Linked DNA regions of Bombyx mori: region 1 is linked to region 2. The links are chromatin contacts, called in public Hi-C maps. All regions are on one chromosome and are shown on one strand. Each heading gives the region's core, a stretch centred on a gene start, on an enhancer-like site or on the middle of the called end of the contact. The rest is flanking DNA. Distances are from core to core; before and after follow the strand shown.

Region 1 (7,022 bases), core at 534-3,033, 41 kb after region 2:
TCGTGTATAGTATTAATATTAATGCCCAACGTGACCAGCTCGATATGCGTTATGAAAAAAAAATACACCGATTTATTCGTTCGCAGATTCTCACTCAATGTTTTTATCTTCAAACTGTATCATAGTTTTACGTCACATAATATGTCAAAACAGGTATCATAATTGAATAATAATATAAGAATTATTAACATTAATGTGCCTTCACCAAGTTTCGACCGGTTTTTTTCGATTTAATAAGACTGGTGCGGGCAAGTTTTTTGTTTAGATTTCAATCTCAGTTGAATGTCTCAATCGGCCTTAAAAAGGCGTAGGGGTTTTGGAAAAAGACAACAGTGTTGTTTTTATAATATTTCGAAGTCTTCGTGGCCTAAAGGATAAGACGTTCAGTGCATTCGTATATTGCGATGCACTGGTGTTCGAATCCCGCAGGCGGTTACCAATTTTTCTAACGGAATAAGTACTTAACAAATGTTCACGATTGACTTCCACGATGAAGGAATAACATCGTGTAATAAAAATCAAACCCGCAAAATTATAATTTTCGTAATTACTAGTGGTAGGACCTCTTGTGAGTCCGCACGGGTAGTTACCACCACCCTGCCTATTTATGCCGTGAAGCAGTAATGCGTTTCGATTTGAAGGGTGGGGCAGCCGTTGTAACTATACTTGAGACCTTAGAACTTATATCTCAAGGTGTGCGGCGCATTTACGTTGTAGATGTCTATGAGCTCCAGTAACCACTTAACACCAGGTGGGTTGTGAGCTCATCCACCCATCCAAGCAATAAAAAAAAACAGGAAAACTCTTAATCCAAAGTATTCTAAATACCACGTTCAAGATACTGTGTTAGGCTCAAAGTTTTCTAATTATGCATGTGTGCGTGCTCACGAATTTCCCAAAATTTACGTTTGACTTAGAATTTAACTACATGAAACTAGCCAATGAGGATTTAGCTAAATCGTCTGAAAGGTAAGTTTTGGACGTGGTCTATCAAAAATATAAAAGCTTACATATTTGTCGCGTTGCGAATAATGTGGTGGGTTTCTTCTTTCCCAGACCGAAACGATCCTCCACACCCTCAGCTTGATGGAACACCGTAAGACGATGACGTCGAACCTGTCCGGGGGTCAAAAGAAACGTCTCTCCATCGCTCTGGAGTTGGTCAACAATCCACCTATTATGTTCTTCGATGAGCCTACATCAGGTGCGAAAGCTCTCTATCTTCATTCATTATCTTTTCAAACTTTTATAACTAAAAACAAATAAGGGAAGACAAAACAGTTAAATACTATTATTCCTTCTATCTTTGTCTATCACTAATAAATACTCTTTAGTTAAAAATAGCCGATATTGAATTAGGAGTATCGAAGGAATCACGAGTATTCCTAACAAAAAAAAACCCAAAATATGTCACTTTTCACACCAAAGTTCATTTTAAATTTAATCTTGATTTCTCCTAAATGGTCTTAATCTGTCATTTTTTTTTTTTTTTATAGCCCTTGTAGGCAGACGAGCGCACGGCCCACCTGATGGTGAGTGGTTACCGTCGCCCATGGACTTCAGCAATGCCAGGGGCAGAGCCAAGCCGCTGCCTACCGCTTATCATATGTTATTGTTCATTTTTATCATGATTATCATATGTTTATTTTTGGTTGATTATCCGCTTTCGTCCAAAGGTCTGGACAGTTCTTCGTGTTTCCAATGCATCTCGCTGCTAAAGACGCTCGCCAGCGAGGGCAGGACCATCATCTGCACCATCCACCAGCCCTCCGCCAGGCTGTTCGAGAAGTTTGACCATCTGTACACCCTGGCGGACGGCCAGTGCGTGTACCAGGGCAGCACCGGGAGATTAGGTACGTAAGGCGTCACGGATGCGGTCGCGAGTGTCAGGAAGCTCACGTAGCGACATCTATACGTCTGGAAACTACATACCCGATCCTGTACAGCGAATGGTAAACAGTCGACGTCGCCCAAAGCACGTCATTACGGATCCTCCCGATCCATTAACGGTGCTTTTAGGTACCACAAGCACCGGTCACTTGCGACGAAGGGCTCGACGAGCGAATTAACCCACAGACACAGCCCACTGAGTTTCTCGCTGGATCTTCTCAGTGGGTCGCGTTTCCGATCCGGTGGTAGATTCTGCGAAGCACTGCTCTTGCTAGGGTCAGTGTTAGCGACACTCCGGTTTGAGACCCATGAGCTCACCTACACACATTACGGCGAAGCTGAAATAGCCTCTCAAGGCTATCAGCGTAGGTAGGAAAAAAAAGCAAACTTTAAGGCCAATGACCCTCGTTGTAAGTAATGCGCTAAACTCATTCGTTCATTGTGTTACAAAGCGTTGTGTCGACGCACTATCGACCTTGGAGTATGATGTCGAAGTCTCAATTTCGTTTAAACAAATTCCAGTACAGTATTATCTCTTTATGTTATAGACGGGATGGTGGTAGTACTTTGAGCTTCGTATAACGTTATTGTGTCTCGTATCAAGGGCGGATAGTGGTGACCAGTCACCATCAGATGTGGCGTGGGCTTTTCTGCCTACTACTAATCTCTATTCCAATTACGAAGTCCCATTTGACAGATGTCAATAATCAAGTTGTACTAGTAAAGTATTGGTATAGTCGATACTCGACGATATTGATCTTCGATTACTTATAACGAAGAAATTAAAATCGTGTCGACAGAAAAAGGATTAGCATCAAATTTAAATTTATAATTTTTTTTTATTTTTATTTAATTAGATAATATTACATGATGTTTTTATCAAGATGGAACTTATTCATCATCACTAGCCGAATACTGCTTAGTCAAATTTGAAAATTCTTTGTAGACTTAATACTGGTTATTACTGTAATGCTCGAGCAAAATATAGTTTATACATTAAAAGTAGTCATAAAGTGTAAAGTAAAGTACTTTAAGACAAATATTTTGTTTGTAAGGAAACTAGCGACATCTTGTAGCGGATGCCCCTATACTTATATGTTGTCAAAGTTTAGGTATATAATTATTGTATAACTACATATTATACAATCATTAAATGCTTTAACTATGTAGGAAATAGGAAATAGGGAAATTGAGTAGGATAGGTTTAAATACAGAACATTAAAAAAAAAAACATACGAGTCTTTATTTGTTATAAACAATTTCATTAAATTTCATCAATTTGTTGTTTCGGAAAATTTATAAAATCCTTCATTCAAAATAAAATATAGGATAGGTAATATGTTACTGCCATCTACAGGAGCAATGAGAAACTAATCGAAGCGAAGCCATCTAGTGGCCAACGCCCGTAAACATTTTTGTTGAGCGCTTGAAGTGCTTATCTATTACTAATTATTACTAATGTATTATTGCAGTCGACTGGCTTGGCAGTCTGAAGCTGCAGTGCCCTTCTTACCACAATCCGGCTTCGTTCATAATCGAAGTGTCTTGCGGCGAATATGGCAACAACACTGGCAAACTGGTGCGAGCTATTGACAACGGAAATAATGATATAAGGTACGGTATGTGCCATTGGAAGCAGACTACCATACGGCCACCTAATGGTGAGTGGTTACCGTCGCCCATGGACATCAGCAACGCCACGGACACGGTTGCCTGCCGTTGAGCACGATGCGCTAACTTCATGTGACAAAGGACATATCGTAGCGCTCTGGAAGCCCGTGGAGCGATTTCATTATAAAGCCGAATGGTGCGTGTCTAAAATTTCTAGAAAACGTTGGAAATTTATTTCATGTTTGTCTTAACGGAACACCAATAACAAAATCTAGAATGTTATCTCAAGTGCATCAAAATTTAAGTCACTAAATACAATATAATGATACTAATATTCTGTATCCTTTCTTATCGTCAAGCGAAACTTCAATCCTAACGAATGACGTAATTAATCATTTGCGACTTATTATTGTGCATTAACGGATTATCTATTTATAATTTCGTCGTATCAGCTTGGACCCAAGTGACGTCACACGCAAATTTATAGTCGGCAGCACGGGGAGGGTAGGAAGCAATTGAAACATTACAGAGTGCATAATTATTTTTTTTATTACTTAGATGGGTGGACGAGCTCACATTTTTTTTTTTATTGTTTAGATGGGCGGAGCTCACATTCCACCTGGTGTTAAGTGGTTACTGGAGTCCATAGACATATACAATGTTAATGCGCCACCAACCTTGAGATATAAGTTCTAAGGTCTCAAGTATACTTAAAACGGCTGCCCCACTCTTCAAACCTGAAACCTTCTGCCGTGAAGCAGTAATGCGTTTCGGTTTGAAGGATGAGGCAGCCGTTGTAACTATATTTGAGACCTTAAAACTTATATTTCATGGTGGATGGCGCATTTACGTTGTAGATGTCTATGGACTCCCGTAACCACTTAACATCAGGTGGGCTGTGAGCTCGTAACCAGACTCGATAACGTTTCAGAAACGGTATGCCCTTCCCGGATCAAACTCCGGACTACAACAACAAGAAGGACATGGAGGTGTCCCTTCGTGCCGGGAGCAATTGGGACAAAAACGACCTCAGCCAGGTCCAGGAGAAGTTCAAGGACAACAACTCGAACGGCGCCAACGGGCACGGGAACTTGCAGAACGGGATCCTGCAGTACGCCACTAGCGAGGTCTCTAAAGGTGCGCCCGACAGAAGACCTTAATATATTAATTTCTTTGATTTCAGTCTTCATACAAATTAACAGTATAACCAAAAACTTGGTAAGGTTAATTTAGCTTCAGTAACTTTTAGCAACAGCTACAAATCGCTGCAAACCATAATGGAATACATCCGCTTTCGGGGCATAGGCTAGCAAGCCATTGAGTAGCGAGACAGCACGATGTGTTAGAGAGTTATACATTTTTAATTATTGCACCCACTTGGTGTTAAATGGTAACCGGAGCCTATAGGCATTTGCAACGTAAAGGCCGCAACCTACCTTGAGATATAGTTCTAAGGTCTCAGTATAGTTAATGGCTGCCCCACCCTTCAAACCGAAACGCATTAAAATAGGCAGGTGGGTGGTATCTTACCCGTGCGGACTCACAAGACGTCCCACCACTATAAAAAAAACTCCACGAGCTTCGTTTGAAAAAGAATGTATTACCACAGAGAAGGGTTTCCTCACACCCTGTATATTTAATTTGATAGGCGAACCGTTGTCGTTGCAAATGGACACGGACAAGCAGGACAACGCGGCGGCCGCGCTGCTCGGCACCGAGGGCTCGCCGGAGCGGTACGCCACCTCCGAGTGGAAACAGTTTTGGGTCGTATTGAAGAGGACCCTCTTATTCAGCAGGCGAGATTGGGTAAAAACATTTTTTTGAAGTGAAACTTCTTTAGAATCGTTGTGATTTCAAACTCGATGAAACGAAATGAAACGAAACGAAAAAATAAGTCCACAGAGACACAAACACATAAATGTATAGGATTCAGCCGGCGAGAGAATGAGATAGAACACGCATTATACGTGAAGTTAAAATATCAAGATCACAGAGGGCGCTACCTCACATACTATAAAAGATGATTTACAATTATTTACTAATGACAAAATTTTACATATACTTAGACATTTAGGGTAATTGTATTTTAATTTTTCAAAGTTTCACTTCTACCACGTGTGAAATTGCACATATGTTGTTTTTCTTCTAATTGCCCAATTATAATCGACTCTATCAAACGTGACATAAAGAGTTGTTTTTGATTAATAAAAAAAAATGTTTGGACATTTTCGTGGCGGTAACAATGGTAGTACGGTACGATACAGTGATGCAATAAAGATTGCGGCTTCGTGTTGTAAAGTGGATGTCGACATTGATGTCCATGGGCCCGGTAAACTCTTAGCATAATGCAAAGCCGGGTCCCGGATGTGACGGTTCCTCCTGTTGGCTCCAGACCCTGATGTACCTGCGGCTGTTCGCTCACATCCTGGTCGGCTTCCTCATCGGGGCGCTGTACTACGACATCGGAGACGACGGCTCCAAGGTGCTCTCCAACCTCGGCTTCCTGTTCTTCAACATGCTCTTCCTCATGTACACCTCGATGACCATCACTATACTTAGCTGTGAGTGTTAATATGTATACTTCAATATGCTTACTGGGGGTAGGACCTCTTGTCAGTCCGCACGGGTAAGTATCACCGTCCCGCCTATTTCTGCCGTGAAGCAGTAATGCATTTCGGTTTGAAGGTCAGGGCCGCCGTTGTAACTATACTGAGACCTTAGAACTCGTATGAGGCCATCAGCGCAAAAGTGGCCTAACCCACAATTTTTTATATTCAAGCATATTATGACGTGTATTGGAATTTATTTAAAATATAATAATTTTTTATGCAAATCCATAATTTCACCAATAGATAACTTTATAAATGAGTCGACTATTATCAAAGCCGGCAATCTGACTTTTGGATAATTATTGGTAATTCAGAAAAACGAATTATTGACTTTGTATCCCATTGGCAGTCACAAAACTCTTCGGAACGACATCTTAGATAAATAACAGGTTAACTATTAACCTTTATTTAATACAGGTTTTGAACCGTATTCTTTGAAGGAGACGATTATATTCAAATCAATCTGTATTAACATATCAATAACATTTTTTTGTCCAAATGCACAGATTGCCACCTTTGATAATAGACGTCTCAAATATCTATAGCTTTATAAACATTATTTTTGCGCGTATTGTTTTTTTGCCTACTCAAATTGAAATTCATGAAAATTCAAACGTAATTGCCTCCATACTAACTATGGTAAGCTTAGGCCACTTTTGCGCTGACGGCCTCATATATCAAGGTTGGTGGTGGCATTTACGTTGTAGAACTTTACTGGTGGTAGGACCTCTTGTGAGTCCGCGCGGGTAGGTACCACCACCCTGCCTTATTTCTGCCGTGAAGCAGTAATGCGTTTCGGTTTGAAGGGTGGGGCAGCCGTTGTAACTATACTGAGATCTTAGAGCTTATATCTCAAGGTGGGTGTCGCATTTGCGTTGTAGATGTCTATGGGCACCAGTAACCACTTAACAC
Region 2 (6,472 bases), core at 1,521-4,020:
CTCTCAGTTTCCCAGAATAATATAACCACAAATTTAACTTTTGCCGAAATGTGTGCAAGAAAAATAAGAGTGACTTCAAGTAGAATTAACGAAACATAAAAATTTTCACATCTATAGATTAATCAACAAACAATTATTTTTAGTATTTATTTATTTGTGAACACATTGGTACCTACGACAATGAATAGAAACTGACAAAATTTAGTACAAGGCAGTGCTTTAGGAATTTTCACCCAGTGGATCTATGAATGAGTGAACCGTCACAATAATATTGAAAATTTTAAAATATACAGAAATATTAATTATATTCAGAATACTTATTAATTCATTAACTACTATATCGTCAAGTAGTTATGTGGCGAGGTTCACGCAAGGTTTGAAACAAAGACTAGAATTTTAATAAATGAATTATTCATTAGCCAGTTACTATTTTTGTGTACATTGAATTTGTGCAGTTAATTTTAAAATCCATACATATTGGGATGTAGATAATAGTCTGCAATCTAAGTTTGAATAATCAATACGGAAATACCTATTGGAATAGAAAGAGTGCTGTCTGGGACATAGTCTGTAAAGTCAAGCCTATAAGATCTAGTTTTACATCAAAAAAAGAGAAAAAATAATCAGATATCATGTCTATCAGAGTGCTGAAAGTATATCTAACCTAGACCTAACCTAACCTGACTTTATATGTCAAATTAATAAAAACTTATATGCTTGGATCTGAATGGTTTCTATGTGTTCTAATGGATTCTAATGGGTTCAGCATTTGGTTTGGGAATGTATCATTACTTTTCATATCATGAATTTCCATGTTTAGCGACATATTTCAGTTACTGTCTCTTCTCTTTAGCATTAGGTAACAAAAAAGATATTTGTTACTTTCATCGGCCAAATATTACCTTGGCACAATCAAAAAGTTCTTCAATTAAACATTTATATTAATGACTAGCCGTACTCGCCTGCTTCACTGGGCATTTAACATTAACATTATTATTTGTCATTATTATTAGGCAGTCCAACACTCATATAAATATTAGCCTATCCATCAAGTAGATGTATTTTCTACATGGATACCAAGTTTCAAATCAATCGGATGCATGGTTCAGTAGTTATAACGGAACATCCGTAAAAACCACTGTACATTTATATTTTAGTATAGATGTGAGTTATATATCTACCTGTACTAAAAATAAAGCTTGCACCAGCAAACTGAACAGGGAGTCCGCTATTATTTTGCTTACACTCGACATGAATTGTGGCCGGCCACGTCGATGTCGGTAAGCTGAATCAGCTATGTCCTGAAAAAAAGATTAAAACAAAATGTTTATAGATTTGAAGAAGTTAGTCAATAAAAAACCTGTTGTAGAAACTGGCAGTGTTGAATATTTACTGAAATTAATTTAATGGTGGTAGGACCTCTTGTGAGTCTGTGTGCGTAGGTACCACCCCCCGCCTATTTCTGCCATAAGGCAGTAATGCGTTTAGGTTTGAAGGGTGGGGCAGCCATTGTAACTTGAGACCTTTGAACTTATATCTCAAGTTGGGTAGCGCATTTATGTTGTAGATGTCTATGGGCTCCAGTACCCACTTAACACCAAGTAGGTTGTGAACTTGTCCACCCATCTAAGCAATAAAGCAATAAATAAAAAAAACAGTCCAATACAGAGAATAATGACCATTCTCACTATCATGAAGTGAAAAATGCTCACATATAAGTTTACTTTTTACTAATATTTTAAAATTAAATTCATATAATTTTTATGAAATTGGGAGAGACTCACTTGAAACCATAAACTGTTGACAAGTTTACTTAACAAGAACAGTGGCAGCACCCATATCATTCGGAAAGTCATTAGCAGGAATGGTTGCATCCATGCCCACACATTATGGGCTACACCAGGATCATGACCAAAAATAACCATAACTAAGTATTTAATGGCTGGGAGTAGAACATACTCAAATACTAAGATACTAAGTAAGAATATGAAGCCATTGAGTATACATGATTGTAATACTCTTGTAAGTACTTTTGATTCCCTGTAAATTAAAATGTTATTTTCACATTAATTTTGGTGTAGAGTTAGGAAACTGTTTTTTTATTATTAATAAGTGTTTATACTACATGATAATATAATTTATAATTATATTATATTCTAACTTTTTTTTGATATTTAACATTGTACAATATTAGCAGTTTTTTTTAACATAAAATTGAAAGAAACATTGTTTTTTTTTAATTAAATGGTTTAATTATAGCGCGCAATTAAAACTTTTTATCTTGATTTGAATTAGGTACAAGTGTTTTTTTACGTCATATTCAAAGTTTCAAAAAAAAAAAAAAACTTACTGTCTAACTTTGGGCTGTTTTTGTTTATGTTTAGAATCCGCATCGGTCTGTGGAGATCGGCTCAAAGCTCGCTCGTTTATTTCTTTATCTAGATATAACAGCACAGTAACTCCCCTCAAACTATCGACGAACCCCTTGATAAGCGAAACGGAAAAACTCTACAAAAATAAATAGGTAATTATTAGCTTTAAAAAATTTGTATCAATGAACAAAGACACTTTTTACTAAGACTCACTGTTATGCTTTCCATTGTTAGGAGTTCCAAAACCAAACACTTTTTAATGTTTTATTTTGTAAGTCATTTTACTTTAAAATTGTGACATTTATTTTAATTTTGACGTAATTTTCAAGTACCGTACAAGATACGTAGGTACAGCATTCATCAGATTTCACGAATGATGACAAATTGACAATGTTGAGTGTTATGACATAATTTTTGACATCAGTTGTTCCATAGATACAATTTCTTCTTCTTGGTTTGTAAGTACGGCAATGGGCTTCTGGGACTTTACACTTTCTCATTCATTTTTGTTTTTGAGGTACCAAAGTTTTGTACAGCCCATTGCTGCCAAAATCTTGTATCATTCATCATCACCATCATAATTGGTTACTCTTGGCAGAGCAGTCGTGTTCATGTGTAATTAAAGCCTTGACAGCTGCTGTTCTCCATAGTTCGTTCTCCACTGAGGCTTGGCGCACGCACTCGTTAAGTGGAGTTTTGGTAAGAATTTTCGTTTGATCAGTCCAGCGCAATTGGTTTCATCCACGAGGTCTTTTAATATTGACCCTACCCTGAACAAGTTTCTCGATAGACTCTGCTGGCCATCGCGAAACGTGTCCAAAGTATCGGGGAATCCGGGTTTGCACTGTTAACAACAATCTTTGAGAAATATTAATTTCTTTTGAGATCGAGGCGTTGTTTTTTTTTTTTGTTGCTTCTAAGTAAATCCATCTATGGATGGACTAGCTTACAGCCCACCTGATGTTAAGTGGTCACTGGAGCACATAGACATCTACAACGTAAATGCGCCACCCACCTCGAGATATAAGTTCTAAAGTCTCAGTATAGTTACAACAGCTACCCCACCCTTCGAACCGAAACTCATTACTGCTTCACGGCGGAAATAGGCGGGGTGGTGGTACCTACCCGTGTGGACTCCCAAGAGGTCCTACCACCAGCGCGATGCACAGTCCAAGATATGCGGAGCATCCTTCTCCAGCACCACATTTCTAGTGCATTGATCCTACCGTAGGGTCACATAGTTAGCTCTAAACGACCTGCTTGTTCTCGCCCGGGAGTATACCCCGCAGGTTGTACTTCTGGGCGAGACCAAGCTCCATCCTTGGGTGACATTCAGGATTCCAAACTATTTCATGTACCGACGCGATAAACTGACCCCTGCCGGGCGCCTATTCAGAAGCACTGCGGCGCTCGTCAGACGGGACGTGGTGTATGATCAGTTGGACTTGCTGGCCTTCACATCGACAAGGTCAGTCGGAGTGTGGCTCGGAGGTTGCCCTCGAGCGTGGGAAGCCGACATGAAGTTGGCGCTGTTTGCCGACGACAGCGCCTACTTCGCGTCATCCAACTTCGCCTTTGCGAACATCTCGAGGATGCAGAGATTATTGGACTTGCTGCCACAATGGTTGGACCGATGGAGGGTTGCGGTCAACGTAAGGAAGACCGCGGCAATCCTCTTCGGTCCGGTCCGTACAAGAGTCGTCTCGGGACAGCTCAGTCTCCGTGGCGTCAATGTCGAGTTTGAATCCAGCTTCCGGTATCTGGGGGTTAATACCGACGACTGGAGTTTGAAGATGACCGCCCACGCCACGTCGGCGTTGGCGGCCGCTCGCCAGGCGAGGTTTCTCCTCCGTCCGGTGGTGTCCTCCAAGCTGCGCGGAAGCCTCACACTAGGTTCGGCCCCCTGCCCGAAAAAAAAAGGACCAAGCTTCGCATTTACAACACGTTTTGTTCGCGTATCACGTACGCAGCTGCCACCTGCTATCATCTCATCCCGCAGTGTATGCGGGAGAGATTGCAGGCCTAGTAAAATCTGGCTCTTCGCGCGATAACAGGAGCAGGGCGTTACGTCAGAAATGTCGTAATCACCCGGGATTACTCCACATCTAGATGTGGAGTCGCTCGAGGAGTTAATCCGGGGGCTAGCTCGTAATCTTTACGAGTGGCCCGACGGTGAACCTCACGAGCATCTCTGCAATATAGCTCCTTTGCACGCCAGACCGCCTGAAGGTCAGGCGCTACCAAGGAAGCTATTGGAACCCCTTCATATGACAAGGTAGTCGGATTAATCGGAATGATATGGGAATGCTCATAACGAGTGCCTCTATGAGACTAAGCTGTCCACTCTCATCGTTTCCCCCACATGTTGGGGTGCCCCTCTATGCGGAACCATTGCACCAGCCCCGTGGGTGGACCACTCTCCCGTCTGGGAAGTGATCCCTCCCCGCTCAGGTGTTCCCCTTCTGGGGAGTCCTGGGTGGGTGAGTTTAACCAACCAAACCAGGTTTTTTTATAAACTAATAATTTTTTTAAATTAATAAATTTAATAATATCGAATATACATAAGATTGTATGAAAAACACTTGTAGGTTAACATTACAAAAAGTTGTTTATAAGGTGTATTTCCTTTGCTTGTTCAAGTGGACCAAACAAAGATAATTTATGAAATCGAGTGAAAGTTTGTTTGTTTGTTTTTTTCATAGAGCATAGAGTTCATACTAATCAAAGAGCTAAGTGATTTTAATAATACACAAATGTGAAGGCTCTTTTATAACAGTGAAAATAAGGATATTAAATATTGAATTTAAAGTAAACCAACGCGCTTGAATTATTTAAATAGAGAGTTCTAACTAAAGTATTATGTTCTAGTGTAATAAACATGGATAACGTATATATTCTCAACAATATAGGGTAAGTGAAGTTTGCGAAATGGAATAAACGTTTTTGCTACGTTGCACCATCCAGTTATCGTCATCTTTTGACCTTATAGGCTTTATAATACTGTATAATAATATAAACTATATTTCTTTTCATATATGTAATATTTAAAGTTCTAAACCGAAGACGGAATCCATTCACCTTTTGAAAATTTTGGTGGCCTACTTTTAAACTTCGATTAGATTTAAAAAATTATAATTACAGCTTTGGGCAGTACTTTTAATGTCTGTCCATCAAAATCAACATTAGCAACTTTATTTTGTTTATTGAATAGTTTTGTGTAGAATAACATGTCAAGATCTAGGTCATAAAAAATCTAAATCTATAAATCTATGTCTAGATAGGTATCGATGAAGAAACCAGCTTTTGCCTGGTTACCACCAAAGAATTTTTAAATCTAACTACTTTTTTTTTTTATTGCTTAAATGGGTGGACGAGCTCACAGCCCAGCTGGTGTTAAGTGGTTACTGGAGCCCATAGACATCTACTACGTAAATGCGCCACCCACCTTGAGATACAAGTTCTAAGGCCTCAGTATAGTTACAACGGCTGCCCCACCCTTCAAACTGAAACGCATTACTGCTTCATGGCAGAAATAGGCAGGGTGGTGGTACCTATCCGCGCGGACTCACAAGTCCTACCACCAGTAAAAACTACTAAACAACTAATGGTTTTTGAGTATCTTATGTATGTATATCTAATTCTTTGGCACACTATACAGCCTAAACTGAAGGTATTGAGGTATTTCAACATATCAAGTGTTACATTGGCCTTTATTGTGTATGGCCATACCTGATCCTGTGGACCGAATGGTAAACAGTTGCCTTAAATACTTCATTACGGTTCTCCCGATCCATTAACTGTGCTTTTAGATACCACAAGCACCAGTCACCGCCTTCGCAGAACTTGTCGCTTGCGAAGGGCTCGACGAGTGAGTTAACCCATAGACACAGCCCACTGAGTTTCTCGGTGAATCTTCTCAGTGGGTTGCGTTTCCGATCCGGTGGTAGATTCTGAGAAGCACTGCTCTTGCTAGGGCCAGTGCTAGCAACACTCTGGTTTGGGCCCCATGAGCTCACATACACGTTAAGGAGAAGCTGAAACAGCCTCTCAAGGCTATCAGCATAGGTAGGAAAAAAATGTTTATGGGATTTTGGGTATAC

Evidence for each region. A called contact is a pair of places that touch in the nucleus more often than the background predicts.
Region 1: a contact with region 2 is called in a Hi-C map of posterior silk gland, with 1.7 times the contacts expected there. The contact joins the enhancer-like site here to the promoter of LOC101739077 in region 2. A contact is called at or near these places in 5 of 7 Hi-C or Micro-C datasets (midgut, posterior silk gland, an unstated tissue and 1 more).

The regions. Positions count from the first base shown.
Region 1 is chr12:14,316,773-14,323,794 of ASM3026992v2, forward strand. LOC101738887 (ATP-binding cassette sub-family G member 1-like) reads left to right here. Exons shown (of 14, transcript NM_001279469.1): 5 at 1,057-1,204; 6 at 1,677-1,853; 7 at 3,363-3,504; 8 at 4,433-4,638; 9 at 5,150-5,307; 10 at 5,894-6,062. Among protein-coding and RNA genes, the nearest start is that of LOC110385297, 17 kb to the right of the region's middle. Within about 2 kb of position 1,784, at least 5 of the 8 cell types and tissues checked have open chromatin away from gene starts, as enhancers often do.
Region 2 is chr12:14,275,138-14,281,609 of ASM3026992v2, forward strand. It overlaps LOC101739077 (etoposide-induced protein 2.4 homolog), which reads right to left and starts at 2,771. Exons shown (of 7, transcript XM_004926739.5): 1 at 2,586-2,771; 2 at 2,351-2,508; 3 at 1,785-2,040; 4 at 1,182-1,301. The coding sequence starts at 2,600. It overlaps LOC101738887 (ATP-binding cassette sub-family G member 1-like), which reads left to right and starts at 5,251. Exons shown (of 14, transcript NM_001279469.1): 1 at 5,251-5,282. The coding sequence starts at 5,251.